Linked DNA regions of Rattus norvegicus: region 2 is linked to region 1. Evidence: chromatin contacts called from public Hi-C data. All regions are on one chromosome and are shown on one strand. Each heading gives the region's core, a stretch centred on a gene start, on an enhancer-like site or on the middle of the called end of the contact. The rest is flanking DNA. Distances are from core to core; before and after follow the strand shown. Region 1 has its middle 15 kb from the start of Prss42. Region 2 overlaps Tmie (transmembrane inner ear).

Evidence for each region. A called contact is a pair of places that touch in the nucleus more often than the background predicts.
Region 2: a Hi-C map of kidney shows a contact between it and region 1, with 4 times the contacts expected there. The contact joins two enhancer-like sites. A contact is called at or near these places in 8 of 12 Hi-C or Micro-C datasets (frontal cortex, hepatocytes, kidney and 3 more) and 1 of 1 datasets of contacts at active chromatin or transcription factors (oligodendrocytes).

What each region holds. Positions count from the first base shown.
Region 1 is chr8:119,634,216-119,637,147 of GRCr8, reverse strand. No RefSeq gene overlaps it. Among named protein-coding and RNA genes, the nearest start is that of Prss42, 15 kb to the left of the region's middle. Within about 2 kb of position 1,492, at least 48 of the 93 cell types and tissues checked have an H3K27ac peak or open chromatin away from gene starts, as enhancers often do.
Region 2 is chr8:119,729,136-119,731,835 of GRCr8, reverse strand. Tmie (transmembrane inner ear) reads left to right here. Exons shown (of 6, transcript NM_001109299.1): 5 at 1,811-1,960; 6 at 2,469-2,700. The coding sequence ends at 2,566. Among named protein-coding and RNA genes, the nearest start is that of Prss50, 11 kb to the right of the region's middle. Within about 2 kb of position 1,260, at least 5 of the 93 cell types and tissues checked have an H3K27ac peak or open chromatin away from gene starts, as enhancers often do.

The sequences.
Region 1 (2,932 bases), core at 243-2,742:
GGAATTGGCGTTTCAGGAAGTGGTGAGCATACCCAATTTGGGTGCTGTGAACCAAATTCAGGTCCTCTGGAAGAGCAAAGACCACCTCTCCAGAAGTATAAATTCTTAAACCTCTGTGTAGATTACCTGCCCTTCTGGCCCATAAGTCCCCCCTCATCCATAAACTATGTAGCAAGTGTTTTTGTCTCTTCTGCTTTGCTCATTGCTATAGTCCCAAGACCCGCCGCATCGCACACCCGGTCTCTTTGCTCTTTCCCTGGCCCCAACATTCCCTTCCTCACCTCACTGGACCGGGTGTCCCACTCCGGCTCTCCCTCGCTTTGTCTGCCCTCACGGGTGAGTCTTCTGGACCAGCTCCTTTATTTCCCCACAGTGTTTCACATCCCCGCTAGATACCCAGTACACCTTGGTTCTGATGGGGTTCCCCACACCTTCATCTAAACTCGCAATTATTCACGCTCCTCCCCTCCCTGTGCTTCATGTCTTGTTTAACTGCCCTTCTTCCAGAAAGCCTGCCATTCCTTCTCCCTAACCCTAGCCTTTAGGGTCCCACAGTATTCTGCATTTTGTCACTTGGGGCATCCTGTTCTCTCTCTCTCTCTCTCTCTCTCTCTCTCTCTCTCTCTCTCTCTCTCTCTCTGTTCGTGCTCCCAGGCCTGTCTCTGGACCCCTCTTACTGACTGCTGGAATATTACAGATCTGTTCACGTCGGTCCCTCTAATCCCCACAAGTCTCATCCTACAGCCGAGGGAATGGTCGGCAAGAGGATAAAGCAATTTGCCATGATCACACATAAAACGGGATATAAAGCGGGATTTGAACGCGGAGCCCAGACTGAGAAGCGGGAGCTCCTGGCTCAGGTTACACAGACACAAACAAGCAGATTTTTGGATGAGTGGGCAGCAGGGCCCAGATGAGTAGCCAGAGTTCCGCCTCCCGGCCAAGGTCTCTGAAAAGCCAGGCGTCAGGGGCTCACCCGGGAGCCGGCTCCCGCCCCCTGGCATGCAGCCAGTCGTCATCCCCATGAGGTCAGCCAGGGCCGGCGATTTCGGGGAAATACCAGCTGCTTATTAAAAACAGGCGGTGGTCAGGCCCCCGCTGCTTTCCCAGTAGAAACTCGGGTGTTTGTGCCAAGAGGAGAAAGAGCTGGTAGGGCAGAGCCGGGGCCGCCAGGCGCGGGGAGAGCTGCAGGACCCTATCGGACGGCCTGAGAACACGAGGGGATCTGTCACCCGCACCCGGAGATTCCGCCGAGCAGCCAAGGGTCGTGACCCGGAGCGGATGGAACTAAGACAGCCAGGCGACCGGCCGAGATGAAAAGCAGAGATGCCACCGGGCCCTGGATCCGGATTGCACGGCCACGGCCGGCCAGGCGCACGAGGCCCTGCAGGGGGCGCCAGAGGCCCGCGCTCGCCGCATCTGGAGCTGGTTAGGGCTGCTCTGCTTGGCGGGCGGCGGCGTGAGCTCATCCCGGCCCGCCCCGCTGCGGTTTCCCAGCCGCTGCTAAGCGGACTCCACACAGAAGCGCCTAGAGCCCAGGGAACTCAGCGCTGCAGCGGCTGCTCCGGGCTGTGGGTGTTGAGCGGGAGAAACTGCAGTGTTGTGTCGCTGGCGCTCGCCCCGTTACGCTGAGAGCCTTGAGAGCCAGCCACCAGCATGTGTCGCTGCTGTCCACCGTGAGTCTTTGGGATGTGAAACTGTGCGTGTCTCACCTAGGAAGCAACGGAGCATGGAATAAGTTGCACCCCTCCCCAAAAGCATCTTCTCTTGGTTTTATGGGAAAAAAGCAGCCAGGCGCATAGAAAAGATAGATGAACTCAATATTACCAGCCTTGAGCCTGTGTCCCTGAATGAATGACAGAAGGTCCAGGCCAGCCCAGGTGTCCCACAATGCCTACCTAGGACCTACCTTCATATTCAGGACTCATACATAATCTTCTTAGCCACGGCTTCTTCTGACCTTCCTGTAACCCCCAAGAACTCTCCACTTCAGAGCATGACACTAGGATCATGGAAATGATGCACCTGCAGTTGGATTCTCTTGACACAAAAGGGGTCTGAGTTGGAGAGAACAACAGGCAGAGTGGAAGATGGTGATCAGGCTAGGAAAAAGCTTTTCAGTGAGACGTCTCTGCGAGGAGACCAGGAACAACTGAACTGAAAGTCGCTGAGCTCTGTACCTTAAGGGCGTCTGAGCTGCTTGCAGTGGGTCCCCGAGGTTGCTGCTCAGCATATGACGGGTATCAGGCTCCATGAATCTCATGACCAAGGGATGAACACATGAAACTTGTAGAGACGTTGGCTGGTACCTGTGAGCATTCAGGGCTCTCCCCACCCGGTAACTGACCATCACCTTCCTCACTGGCCCCAGCTTCTCCATGGGCACTATTGCACAAGGACGCGCTCACCAGCAAATGCCGGTCCTTCCGGTCCCCACAGGTGAGACTCAGGCCACCCTGCTCCGACCCGCCACGGGGTACACGGACTTTAATGGAGTGACCGGCCTGGGGGGTCCTCAAATGCATAAGACCCTGGCACAAGCTGGATGAGGGATTTTTTTTAAAAAACTGGAATGGCTATGGTTTGCATAACCAGAACTTCCAAATTACTTAGCAAAACAAGTTTGCTTTTTAATTAACATGTGTTTTAAAAAATGGTTTTAATTAAAGTGGATGGAGGAGAGAAGGAGTGATGGAGAGAAAATTCCTCACAGTTCCAAGTCTCAGTCCAGACTTTTTAAAAAAAAATAATGTGGGGGGCTGGCCTCGGTGGCCCAAGCTGAAGATCCCAGCACTCAAGATGCAGAGGTAGGAGGACCAAGGGTTCAAAGCTGGGCTGAAGAGACCTCTCAGCAGTTAGCAGCACTGGCTGCTCTTCCAGAGGTCCTGAGTTTAATTCCCAGCAACCACATGGTGGTTCACAACCATCTGTA
Region 2 (2,700 bases), core at 11-2,510, 95 kb before region 1:
TGGGGTAGCCCCTCATCCCCAGGGTAACAGTTAGGAACCTGAGGCCTCTCCCAGGCCCTGCTCTCAGAGAATGGCGGAGGTGCCTGGGGCCACACCAGAAATTTGCACAGAGTCAAACTAAAGAGGCACGTGGAAGTTATCTGCAGAGCATTCTTCCACTTCTAACTTCATTCCCTAGCATGCAAAAGGGCAGGGACGGACAGTCCCTGTGCAGCAGGTCAGCGGCGGCCTTCTCCATAGCATAGCTTCTGGGAGCGATGGCAGGGAAACTATCCTCGCTGCTTCCCAGACTGCTTGAACTCCGGCAGGCATTAGTGGAGCATCCCCCTCCCCAAATTCCCTCAGGGATAGGGAATATGGCTGAATAAAGTTCCCCTGGGGCTCTCCAGAATTCTTGGTTCTGCCCCGGGCCTCAGAACTTGACCCCAAATTTTCATTCATTTTCTTTGAAGAGAAGCAAGCAGGCCAGGTCAGGATGGGCGGGCTTAGATGGGTGGGCTTGGCTGGGCAGGCATTTGTGATCTTTGTTGAACTGCCAACAGCTACACGGAGCCTTAGCAAGCAAGGTCCTCAGGGTGCCACTGGGGTGACTAGCAAAGGTGACCCAAGCCAGTAGGATTGGAGCTTGAGAAAAACCTTGAGTCCAAGACATCCACACAGGAGTCTGGGTGAGACCAAAGCAGAGCACTCTGGGTAATGAAAGACCATTGTCTGCTCAGGTCTAACCCCAGAGAGCTGTACACTGGGGCCCTGGTGTAGCCAGCCTCTTCCTACCTCCAGCATATTTCTAGATGCCAGTGGCTCCCACAGGAACCCAATCCAGTTCCCAGCAGTGGAGACTTTTAGACACTCTCTTCCATCCTGTCTATCTGTCCATCCATCCACTCATTCCATCCCATTGCTTCTCCCATTCTAAAGTCTGGGTGAGAGAAATGGGAACAAAATATTTGCCTCAAGGTACACAGTTCTGGTTGAATAAGATGACCCTAGACTACCTAGGTCTGATCCATTTCCTCAAAATAGACCTGGCTTGTCATGCCGGGCCCTTCTGTACCTCAGTAGCCTGCCAGGAAGTTCTGTCGGGTCATATTATTTATAATAAGAACCAGCCCCACCCCCTCCCTAGGGGCTGGGGCCACAGTGGTCAGATTGTGGGAGCCTTAGAAAAATAAACTCTGCCTAGCCAGCCAGGTTCTGGCAGCCCTGCTTTGTCCATCACTGGACAGGCCAGCTCCACGCTCTGCTCAGTTGACGTGGCATAGCTGCCTTTAACCAGAAAAACATCCCTGGGAGAACTCCCTCAGAAGTAAATGCCCGGTGCAGGGTCTGGGCTGTCCTCACCAGTTTCTTCCTAGGCAGGGTCCAGGCTTGTCCTCAGGGAGGCTGAAGAGGATGCAGCCACACCCTTGGGCGTTTACTACACCTCTGTCTGTGACAAGGAGGCTGGAGAAGGAAACCTGGGGTGTCTTAGGAGCACCCAGAGAGGCCTAAGTCAGAAGCACAGTGTGACTCTAGGTAGCCTTGGCTAGAGCTGTACCCTCCTCTGGTACCCAGTGTGGTCAGCGACTACCAGACCTAGACTAGCTATAGAATTTGTGGTCAACTACAATGAAAACACCAGGCTCATGTCCAAGTTGCTAAGAATTTGACAGTGAACCATTACAACTAAGCATGGGCCGGGTCATCTTAGGCTTTTGCAGAAGTCTGACGTGACACACGTCTACGCAGGCAGAATCAGGACGAGCATTTGGGTACCACTCAACCTGTCTGAGACCTCACCCTAGCCAAACTTGCTCTGATATCCATACAGTCATCACGCTGTGCTGTGTGTTCAACTGCCGTGTACCGCGGACACGGAAGGAGATCGAGGCTCGGTATCTACAGCGAAAAGCAGCCAAGATGTACACAGACAAGCTGGAGACCGTGCCTCCCCTCAACGAACTCACAGAAATCCCTGGAGGTAAGTAGTTTCCAGTTCAGTTGCAGCCTGCCCTGGACCCTGCAGCCGGCCACTTCCTCGGTCCCACTATTCCAACTGAACCTGTCCCTGCCCTCTCGCTGCAGCTGGTCCAGAGAAGGGACTGGGCATGATCCCAGGAGAGCAGAGTGCAGAAACTGGTCAGAGCCAGGCAACTAAGACAAGGAGCCTGTTTTCTAGAAGAAACTGTGTGGGGGGTGGGGGTGGGGGTGGGGGTGGAATTTAGTCGGTAAGGTCTCTTTGTCACACAAGCACAGGGACCTGAATTTGCTGTTCCAACACCTATATTAAAGACAGACAGCTATAGAAGACATCCAACACCAACCTCTGGTCTCTACACACATGCCCACACATGTTTGTACTCATAGGCATGTATACACACGTATTCCCAGGTAAAAAAGATCGGAGGAGAAAGGGCAGGAGGAGAGAGGCGTTCTGTGGCCTTTTCCTGTCTCACCACTGTGGCTTGGCCTCTTCTCCCTCCCCTCAGAGGACAAGAAGAAAAAGAAGAAGGACAGTGTGGACACCGTGGCTATCAAGGTAGAGGAGGACGAGAAGAATGAGGCAAAGAAGAAAGGAGAGAAGTGAGGGCGGCGTCCTGGAGATGGCAGCCGGGGCTGGCAGGCCCTGAAGCGTAAGTTCAGGCCGGGATCCAGGCATCAAGACTCCGAGTTCATACATGGACGGCAGAGGCTGTGGTCCAAGGGAAAGCCAAGGTCGTG